Regions from separate parts of the Mus musculus genome. Here region 1 is linked to region 2. A link is a contact called in public Hi-C data. All regions are on one chromosome and are shown on one strand. The core of a region is the stretch at or near the end of the contact, and the rest is flanking DNA. Distances in the headings are between cores, read along the strand shown.

Region 1 (5,263 bases), core at 112-2,611, 260 kb before region 2:
TTTACTCTTTGAGCCATCTCTCCAGCCCTTACATGCTTTTAAAAGCCATTTTAAGATGTCAGAGCCGGGGGCTGGTGAGATGGCTCAGCAGTTAAGAGCACCGACTGCTCTTCCAAAGGTCCTGAGTTCAAATCCCAGCAACCACATGGTGGCTCACAACCATCCGTAACAAAAATCTGATGCCTTCTTCTGGAGTATCTGAAGACAGCTACAGTGTACACACATATAATAAATAAATCTTAAAAAAAAAAAAAAAGATGTCAGAGCCATTCTTACTCGAATTTTGGTAGAAGATTGTATATAGTGTCATTCCGTGCTCTTAAGAGATCCCCATACAGGCTTCCTAGTTTACCTTCTTTTTTTCCTTGTTGAATTTATTTTGTGTGCACAAGTGTGTTTGTCTGAATGCTTAACTTTGCACCTCAGGGTGTGTGTGTGTGTGTGTGTGTGTGTGTGTGTGTGTGTACACACGAGGCGCTTTCGTGCACATGCCCTGTAGGTGCTTGAGGTGCCCTGGAGCTATCTTTTTAGCCATAGCTTTTCTTGACTTTTTTTTTTTTTTAAATCTTTTTTGGTATCTACTTAGTTTTTACTTCAGAAACACATTCTATGTAGATCTATAAGGGCATAATTGTCTCATTTGGGGGAAAATTTGGTAATGTAGCTTATTTATTATTTTGGAGACAGTCTTAATATATAGCTCTGACTGCCCTGCCATTTGCTGTGTAGACTAAGTTGACCTTGAATTCAGAGATCTGTTTGACTAGAGTTAGGTATGCTCCGCCACAGGGCCAGTCTTTTACATACATTCATATTTTCTTCCACTTACTTAGAGTATAATCTCGTAACAGAGATTCTCAGTTTGTGGCAGAGGCACTAGCTGCCGCCGCCGCCCTGCTTAACTGGTGTCCACTTCACAGCAGTGTTTTCCTAAGGAGGCTTCATTCGCACTGCTTGCAGTCAGGAGGCCCAGGTCCCCAGGCTTGGTAGACACTCATTACTACCAGGTCATGAGAAAAAAAAAATTCCTTGAAAATGCTTAACTTTGCATTTTTGTCTGCCAGTTTCTTTTGAGGGGTGGGTGTGTGGAGAGTGGAACTCAATTTATAGACCAAGATGGCTTCAACAGGTCTGCCTTAGCCTACCAAGTGATAGGATTATGCAGGACAGCCTTTATTGAATTTTGTTTTGACGCAGTGTCTCAGCACATTTCCTAGGCTGGCCCTAAACATGGAATCCTCTTCCTTCTGTCTCCCAGATAGCTGACATTGTAGGTGTGTGCCTCCATACAGTTGTACTTGACCCTGTAAAGTTTGCTAAGTCTGGGTCTCTCTCATGCCTTTATCAGCAGCGTGACATCATAGTGAGGGTTCCTACACACGCTGAGTCATGAGCTCCACTTCAGACTTAGATGTCAGGCTATGGACACAGCTCAGTCCTTGCCTAGATGCACAAGGTTGTGGTTTGTTGGTATGCCCGTAAGCCCAGCATTTAAGTGCTTAAGGCAGGAGGATCCATGCATTTGAAGACAGACAACATGAGCTATATAATGAGTGCGAAGCTAGCCTGAGTTACATAGGCAAACCCTCTATCTCAAGGTTATCTAGGGGTTGGAGAGATGGCTTAGCAGTTAAGAGTGTTTGTTGGAGGGACCTGGATCTGTTTTTCCCAGCACTCATATCAGGCAGCTTATAGTTGCCTGTTAACTTTGGCCCCGGGGATCTAAATGCTGTCTTCTGGCCTCTCTGGACACCCACACATACAGATACACTTAAATAGGAATAAGTCTTTTTTTTTTTTTTTAAGATTTATTTTTTCTATTTATATTGAGTACACTACTGCTGTCTTTAGCCACACACTAGAATAGTGTATCAGAGCCCATTACAGATGTTGTGAGCCACCCTGTGTTTGCTAGGAATTGAACTCAGGACCTCTGGACCTGGAAGACCTCTGGAAGTGCTCTTAACCGCTGAGCCATCTTTCCAACCCAGGAATAAGTCTTGACAGGTGCTCCCTGCTCATGTTCACACTGAAGTTTGAAAAGAGTCTGGGAGCTCCATGTAGCACGATTGTAACTGCTTACTTTTCTCTGTCAGATACGAACACAGCAAGCCACTGAAACAGGAAGAAGTGACTGCTACTGATCTGAGTGCAAAACCATCCCTCGCTGCTTCCTCAAGTCTCTCTTCTGGTGTTGGATCACTTGCTGAAATGAATTCAGGCGAAGCTGAGTCACGAAACCCAAGCTTTCCAACTGTAGGAGCAGGTTCAGAGGACTGGGTGAATGCCATTGAGTTTGTCCCTGGGCAGCCCTACTGTGGCCGTAGTAAGTATTGTGAGGACCCTGTAAACTGCAATCAAAGGGCTAAATGACAGGCCACAGTGAACTCAGTGTCAGCCTTTTCTGTTTGAGCTTAACCTACTGTCAACACATTAGATTGGGTTATTTAAGATTTAAAGATGAAGTAAAAGAAAAATTTTGAACTACAATAAAATGAATTCTTGTTTAAAAACTGAAGTGTCTCCGAATGCTGTCCCCTGCTTGCTCCTGGTGGTGCTGGGATCAAACCCTGGGCTTTGCACATGCTAGGCAAATGCTTTCCCATTAAGCTACACACTTAGCCCACACTCTGTCCTTTGATGTTGTGTTTTTTTGACACAGGGTCTCTTATGGTTCAGATTCCTCAAGTAGTTAAGGATGACCTTGAACTCCTGACTCTCCTGATGTGCCCTTACTAACCAGTACTTACTAATACTACATTTCACTTCTAAAGAAGTTCACATGCAGAACTGGGCTGGGTGCCACACGCCCGTAACGCCAGCTTTAGAGAGGCTGAGGTGGGAGGGTTGCTGAGTTCAAGGCCAGCCTGGGTTATCAGATCTTACCAGAAAGAACAAAACTGAGCTGGACAGTGGTGGTGTGTACCTTTATTCCCATCACTGGGTATTCTGAGATAGGCAGAGGGTGAGTTCTAAGCCAGCTTGGCTGTATAACCCTGTCTCAAAAAACCAAGGGGAAAAAAGGAAAAAAGTTCAGTAGGCTTGACTTTAGGTTTCATTAAAGTTGTTGTTGGATTTTTTTTTTCCTTTTTTTTTTTCCTTTTTAAAAATTATTCTGTTACCTTATAGTTCATAATTGCCTTATGTATTTGGACCTTTACTACCATCTTAAACATTTTCAGCTGCCCCTTCCTGCACTGAAGTACCCCCGCAGGGTTCAGTGACCAAGGAAGAGTCAGAGAAGGAGCCAACTACGGTGGAGACAAAGAAGCAGCTTTGCCCCTATGCTGCAGTGGGAGAGTGTCGCTATGGGGAAAACTGTGTGTATCTCCACGGAGACTCGTGTGACATGTGTGGCCTGCAGGTCCTACACCCAGTGGATGCTGCCCAGAGGTCACAGCACATAAAAGTAAGTGCTCAGAGCAGCTTGTGCTAAATATGAGGAGCCAATAAATGGTGGTGTATGTGCTCCTGCACGGTTCTATAGAGTGTTTTGTCAAAGATAGACCTGTATAGTCCAGGCATAGTGAAGCCACAGGCAGGAGGCTCTGGAGAGCCTGACTGTGGTCATACACCCTTCCTACAAAGAGAAGTTCTGGTTGCAGAACCTCAGACTATGATATTTAAAAGGTAGTTCACGGTTTTTGGGGTTTTGTTCTGATTTGTTTTTTTGGGGTTTTGTTCTGATTTGTTTTTCTTTTTTTTTTTACTAATAGTTTTTCTGAGATTCATATTTCTTATAATTCCTTTGAAACACATTTCCTTGCTTTTTAATATATTCATAGCATCGTCTAGCCATTACTATAATTCTAAGTTAAATCATTTTCATTCCCCAAAGAAAACTTACATCCACTTAGTAGTTGGCCTCTGCTCAGCTTTTCCTTGAGCTCCATCGATAGTGGGTCTACTTTGTTTCTCTAGGTGTTTTGCCAATTGTGGATGGTGATGTAGCTGGAACCACTCAGTATGGATGACTTTCAGTGGCTGGTTTCTCCCACTTAGATGATGTTTTTAAGCTTTTCCCTGTTGGAGTATGTATTCATACATCATTTTGTGGTTGCATGTTGATTGTGTGGCTGTTACACATTTGTGTGTGTATGTGAGTACACTTACACAGAGGGCAGAGGTTACCATTGGGTCTTCCTTCATTGTTCTCTACCTCAATTTTGAGGCAAGGCCTCTCACTCCATCTGGAGCTCACCAATTGGATTGCCTGCCTGTCGTCTCCATATCTCAGCGCTGGGATATACATACACTTGCTGTGCCTGGCTTCACACATGTACTGAGAGCCCAAACCCAGGTGCTCATGGTTGTACAGTACGTGAGCCGTTTACTGAGGAATCCTCCCAGCCCCAATGCTGTGGGCTTTTCTATTAATTACCTGATGGATATTTTAATTACTTCATTGTGTGTAAGTTTTTGGTTTTTTGTGAACATGTGTCTTTATCTTAGCTGTCCTTTAAAAATTGCTTTTTACATGAGTTTACTCATTATGGGGAGGGTTGTATGTAGAGAGGTCAATGGACAGCTTGGGTGTTGTTTTCTCCTTCCACTATGTGAAACCCAGTACTTCAACTCAGTTTTCTAGGCCTGGCAGTCAGTAGGTCTTCTGACATACTAGGTCATTTGTCAGGCTGGCCCTGTTTTGGATCACCTTCGGAAGTGTAGTGGCTGGGTCAGCTAGTAATTCTGCTTAGCACTTTGAGTGCCTGGCTGGCTAGTATAGTGCTGCCCTGTTTACCCAGAGGCCAGATGGTGTCAGATTTTCTGGAACAAGAGCTATGGAGCTGCCTTGTGGTTTTTGAGAACTGAACCAAGTCCTTTGAAGCAGCAGCCCGGGCTCTTAACTGCCAAGCCATCTCTCCAGCCCTACATTCAGCTTTCCTTTTTTTTTTTTAAGATTTATTTATTTATTATATGTAAGTACACTGTAGCTGTCCTCAGACACTCCAGAAGAGGGAGTCAGATTTCCTTATGGATGGTTGTGAGCCACCATGTGGTTGCTGGGATTTGAACTCTGGACCTTCGGAAGAGCAGTCGGGTGCTCTTACCCACTGAGCCATCTCACCAGCCCTCAACTTTCTTTTTAAGTTTGTTATTTCATGTGTGCTCACGAATGCCACAGCCCTTTGTAGAAGACAGGGCAATTCTGAGGAGCTATTCCCTCCACTTATGCTTGGGCTGCTAGGCTTGTATGGTCAGTGCCCTTTGATAGTAGCATTATCCATGTAGTCTCAGTGGAGATGGGTAAAGAAAATTCTCT
Region 2 (5,619 bases), core at 788-3,287:
TATCAAATATAAAATATATAAACATATGTTTATAAAACATATAGAATATTATCTGTAACTATATGTGCATATATATGTGTCTCGTGCACAGTAAAACCAAAACAGAATAAACTCAAAATTAATCGTTGAGTAAACAGGAGTATCATTTCTGAAAATGTCAACTTCAACGTAATATCGTAGATCTAAGATGGCAGCTCAGTGTGGTGGTGCATGCTTGTAATCCTAGTTCATGGAAGCTAAGGCAAGTCCCCTCCAGACGCCCCCACAAAATCCTCCCCAAATAAAACAAGGAAATGTACTTACTGTTCACAAAGTGTGTGGACGAGAGGGGAATAAAGGCCTCCAGAAAGCCGAGGCTTTGACGTTGCCTTAAGAATGTGCTTTGTTTTTTAAAGTATTTTTATGGTTGATTGTTTAGTCAAGTATATGTATAAGAGCCTTTTCATAAAACAAGCTCTGAATTTGATTCTTCTAGGAGGAAAATGGCAAACCAGTTAAATCTCAGGGAATTCCTTCTGTGTGTCCAGTTTCACGGCCTTCAAATGAGGCATCTCCACCATATCATTCCCGGAGAAAGATGAGGAAACTTCGAGATCATAATGTCCGAACTCCTTCTAACCTTGACATTCTTGAGCTCCATACAAGGGAAGTCCTCAAAAGATTAGAGATGTGTCCATGGGAGGAGGCAAGTATATATATGTGTGTAGTGTGTGTGTGTGTGTGTGTGTGTGTGTGTATGTATGTATGTATGTGTGTGTGTGTGTGTATATATATGTGTGTGTGTATATGTATGTATGTGTGTGTGTATATATATGTGTATGTATGTGTGTGTGTGTATATATATATATATGTATGTGTGTGTGTGTGTGTGTGTGTGTATATGTATGTATGTGTGTGTGTTTGTGTACATACACTCAGTACATGTAACAGTACAGCTGGTTTCTACTGTAGAGTCATAGATACTGTTTTGTCTGTGGAGACCATGAAGTCTTTTTAGCCAACAGTGTGGTACTAAGGAGCCTAGATTTCATTAATTGCTGACATGTTTAGGATTAAATTAATTAAATTAATAAGTTTATCCAACTAATCATGTGCTCTTCTGAACTCTGAAGAAGATGCTAGAGCAAGCAAAGTTGAGTCGTGCCCTCATGTAGCATTTTGTCAAAGTTTTAAGTTGGAAGATAGGACATATATTAAAATAGTAGCATTTCAAGATGGGCATTATGGTACATGCCTGTAATCTTAGCACTTGGGAGGTAACTCAGACCCAAAAGGACATGCATGGTATGTACTCACTAATAAGTAGATATTAGCCCAAACAAAAACAGAAACAGAAACCAGAATACCCAAGACACAGTCCACAGACCTTACACAGGTCAGCAAGCTGAAGGACCCAAGTGAGGACACCGCAGTCCCACTTTGGGAGGCAGGGCGAGAGGTAAGGCCAGCTTGGGCTACAACGGTGAGACCCTTTCTCTAACAAACAGGAGCAACAAAATATATGTTTCCAATGCTGAGTGTTTTGAGGGAACCCCAAACAGTAGTGGTTGATTGCTTTGCTGAAGTGCTCATAATACCTTTTAGGGGTTGATGTTTGACCTAACAGAAGGTGTCAAATAAACACACAGTATTGCTAGCCAAGGAAGATAAATACAGAAAGCCTGTCCTTGAGTCAACAGCAACCATTCGGACAATCAGAATGGGAGACTTTTAGAATAAATATGTTTAGGTTGGAGAAGTTCTGGTATACTGGACAGAGCAGGAGAGTGCGGAGTAGTGATACCTTTATAAACCATGCTACTGAGTTTGTGATAGGATTTGCTCATCCATAATTTTACATCATAAGCATAGGGTTGACAGTTAATTGAAAATACAATAGAGATGTTGCTGAGTTAAAATACTAAACGTTAGTCATTACACCCTTACATAATTTTATATTTGATATTATGTTGTTTTAAGATTAAATGGTTCTGAATCTACTTAACACATATAGTTATTTTGGGAACTTATTATGAAAGATCTCAAAGAGGAAGTAATTTTTTATACATTAAAAAACCAGCTCCTATTATCTCTTTTTGTTTGCTGTGGCTCTTGGGCCTAGTAGTGGTTGTGTGAATGCAATCTTGGTGGGAAGGATGAGGTCAAGGTTACGGTGAGTGGGAAGGTCTTTCTATACTTTATTAAGTAGAAGCAGCCAAGGAACATGAAAATGCCTAAAGCTGTATGACTCTAACCCTTTAGTATCCACAAAAAGGGCCTGTGTTTGGATTTGCTTTATGCAGATTTTGCATTTTATATTAGAAAATATGTTTTATTGCTAAATTGCCTTGCTGAAAGATGAACCATTTTGTATGTGTTGGAATGAGGAGCTCTGGATTATGGGACACTGAGATATCTCCAATCCCTGGATGGCTACCCATCCCTTTACAAGGCAGGCAGGACCATGGAAGAAGGGATAGTAAACACTCCTTTTTAGTTGAGTAGGCCTACCTGAAGGTGGAGATTAAATCAGTTCTGCTTTGTATTTTAAGGACCTACTGAGCTCTAAACTGAATGGAAAATTCAACAAACATCTCCAGCCATCTTCCACAGTACCTGAGTGGAGAGCGAAAGATAATGATCTACGATTACTGCTGACAAATGGAAGAATAATTAAGTATGTAAATATATCAAAGTATCAGATTAATTTTTGGTGGATCCCCTTTTGTCCATATAATGCCAACATTATCGCATAGACAATTGTATTAGAGGAAAGGGTCTCAATCCTCTGCTACGTCTAAATGGAGGGGAAGGGACTACAGAGCATGCTCTACTTTTGATGCAGTTATTTTTCCTATGTGGCACAGAGATGAGAGACAGCTGTTTGCAGATCGAAGTCTTTATACAGCAGATAGTGAAAATGAAGAGGACAAGAAGCCAACACAGAATGCAAACATGAAGACAGAACAGAGCTCAGGAAGAGAGGAGGCCGAAAGTCAAGGCTCTCCCAAACCACTCAACAGTATGTGTCCCTCCTTGTGCTATATGCAGTAGGTAACTTGCTGGTATTTGAGTTTGTTGTAGGATTGAAAATGTTTGCATTTTATAATACTGTTGGAAAATCTGAAGTATGTTTTGAGTAGTTCACTAATCTGCAAGGTGCTGAATGTGAGTGTCAAGTATAGTAGCTAGGGATAGATTACCAGTATATGGATATGTGAGAGTTGCAAGCCTTAGATAGATTCACTGTTTTTAAAGTCTTTTAAAAGCTCATAATGCTTTATGGCCTCTACTGTCCCAAATGAGTTTCAAGTTTAACTTAACTTCACATGTGGTAGCATGTCTTTCATTCTCATAATTAAGAGACATCTGGTTGGCTGATCTGTATCTAGTGGGAATCGAGGTAGTGTGATGTTATTTGATACCTGTTGATAGGAGGCTTCTACTGGTGCATTGATTGGTTATTGACAAATAAAGTAATAATAGGACTATCAAACACTGTAGTAGTATCACCTTCTCCTTGAAGTCTTTGCTCTTTGAATAAAGTGAACTTAAACAGTTTTAGGAAGAAAGAACAGTATATAGCTTTCCATTTAAAACATAATTAAAATCAATATTTTATCTTTGTGATGAAAGGATTCTGCATAATGAATATTACCGAATTCATTTTTAATTTCTTAGTTTCCACTAATTCCCAGTAAATCTGGTCCTCTGTAGTTGGTAGTTATTATGTCAGGGCAAGGCAGTGTATCACTGAGAGCTGATAGAAGAGTTGCTATGCAGTGGTGCTTGCAGAAGAGAAAGGCAGATAAGAGCCCAGGTAATAAACTGCTTGAAACCATGGTCCGTCCATAAATGCTCTTGAGGTTTGAAAGTTGCCTTTTTTTTTTTTCTTTCTAGTGAGAAAACCAAGGAAAAGGGAAAGTCAGAAGCAATTTGTAGTCATTTTAGTTAAAACAATTTTTTTGTTTTTTTTTTCTGGAAAGAAAAATACCACAAATATTCTAAGGACATACATCAGTCAGCTTGTATCTTGGTCAATTAGAAAAAAATGGGAAACTAAAATCAGTAAGGAAAGAGAGGTGTGGAGCTTGAAAGTTGTCTTGAAACTGGGTATACTTTAGAGGCCATGACTGTTTCTTATCCCTCTCGTCTTCACCAGGAATCTTTACAAGTGTGAGATCGGAACTCAGGAGTAGACCGTCAGAATATTCTGATGGTTCTGATTCAGAAGACTCTGGACCCGACTGCACTGCACTGGTACGTGTCATGGGTGGGGTGAGGACCACCCGTGTGGTCTCATCTGGAGGAGGAATGTGGATGACAGCTTTCCCAGAGCTTGTCTGTGCTCTGTGTGTGCACACCATCCAGTGACGGTCATGTTCCACGCATTTCTGTGTGGCTGTGGTAAGGGTGGAGGGAGAAATACTGCTGCTTATGTTTCTGACAGCTGTGTTTTACCTTTAAGTCTGTAACTGTGTGCTTTGTATCCAGGTAGTAGGTTACTATTGCTAGAGATTTTCAAATTTTGATATGAAATATTAAGACTCCAGCTTGTAAGCAGATAAACTGGTTAGTGTGTACAGCCTTAGTTTCTTTTTAGCTTTGTTTCTATTTATTATTTCAGAAAATTAACTTTGCCACTGAAGATTCTGAAAGTTCAGGTGATGAAAAGAAACATGAAATAACATCACACTTTAAAGAAGAGTCTGATATAGTGAGGAACCTCCTTCAGAAGAGCCAGAAGCCATCTAGACAGGAAATCCCAGTTAAAAGGTAGGCTTGCTGATGGAAGTAGTAGTTTTACATTGTGATGTAAATACTGTGAAAGTTTTCAAGTATACTGATTATTTTATCAGAAAAAAATACACCATTGTGTTTTGAATCACCTGCTCCTTAGGGAATGTCCTACCTCGACGAGCACAGAGGAAGAAGCTATTCAGGGCATGCTGTCCATGGCAGGGTTGCACTATTCCTCGTGTTTACAAAGGCAGATACAAAGCACAGATTGCAGTGGTGAGAAGAACTCTCTCCAGGATCCCAGCAGCTGCCACGGCAGTAACCCTGAGTTTAGGCAGTTGTATCGCTGCAATAAACCAGTGGAATTTGGTAAGAAACACAAAATCAGTCTCTGAAAAGTAATATATGATTCTACATTCAGTAGTGCTGTGATATTGTTGAAGTTAGAGATAATATGGATAAGGACTGTCTACTGTAAGAAGGACTTTATACAGTCACGTAAGGTGCAAGCATTAACTCAAAATTAGGGTCAGTGGGCTTGCTACCAAGCTCCTGACAACCACAGAACCCACATGGTGGAAGGAAGGAACCAACTGCCACAAGTTGTCTCCATACTCGTGCTGTGGTATACATGTACCGACATAAAACAGTTAGCTAAAATGTAACTTAAATTTTAAAACTCAAAATGTAAATGACTTAGGGCTGAGTATCATGTTCTCAGGCCTAATTCTACCATTGCTCTTGCAAAGATAGTCTTGTTTTCCTGTTACCGATTGTAAGAGCTCCCAGAGTGGCAGGAATGTCTGGTGTTCTAAATGGTCTGCAGTCCACTCAGTTTCCTTTGAGGAGAGGAGAAACAAGTTTTGGGTAGTTAAGTTTTTTCTGAGGTTATGCTTTCTC

The links. Hi-C and Micro-C count contacts between places; a contact is called where the count stands out from the background.
Region 1: a contact with region 2 is called in a Hi-C map of bone marrow-derived macrophages, with 17 read pairs. The contact joins two enhancer-like sites. A contact is called at or near these places in 3 of 39 promoter capture datasets (the 3T3-L1 cell line, maxillary cranial neural crest and pre-B cells), 2 of 484 Hi-C or Micro-C datasets (bone marrow-derived macrophages and nephron progenitors), 1 of 115 datasets of contacts at active chromatin or transcription factors (neural tube) and 2 of 9 other capture datasets (adipose tissue and liver).

What each region holds. Positions count from the first base shown.
Region 1 is chr6:39,402,794-39,408,056 of GRCm38.p6, reverse strand. Mkrn1 (makorin, ring finger protein, 1) reads left to right here. Exons shown (of 8, transcript NM_018810.2): 3 at 2,097-2,326; 4 at 3,183-3,409. Among named protein-coding and RNA genes, the nearest start is that of Mkrn1, 15 kb to the left of the region's middle. Within about 2 kb of position 1,361, at least 17 of the 459 cell types and tissues checked have an H3K27ac peak or open chromatin away from gene starts, as enhancers often do. A contact at or near this core is called in bone marrow-derived macrophages, where this site is marked.
Region 2 is chr6:39,146,324-39,151,942 of GRCm38.p6, reverse strand. Kdm7a (lysine (K)-specific demethylase 7A) reads left to right here. Exons shown (of 20, transcript NM_001033430.4): 12 at 476-685; 13 at 2,532-2,656; 14 at 2,847-3,001; 15 at 4,142-4,239; 16 at 4,607-4,755; 17 at 4,880-5,088. 4930599N23Rik (RIKEN cDNA 4930599N23 gene) reads right to left here. Exons shown (of 4, transcript NR_045813.1): 3 at 4,892-5,065; 4 at 3,631-3,875. Among named protein-coding and RNA genes, the nearest start is that of 4930599N23Rik, 31 kb to the right of the region's middle. Within about 2 kb of position 2,037, at least 1 of the 459 cell types and tissues checked has an H3K27ac peak or open chromatin away from gene starts, as enhancers often do. A contact at or near this core is called in bone marrow-derived macrophages, where this site is marked.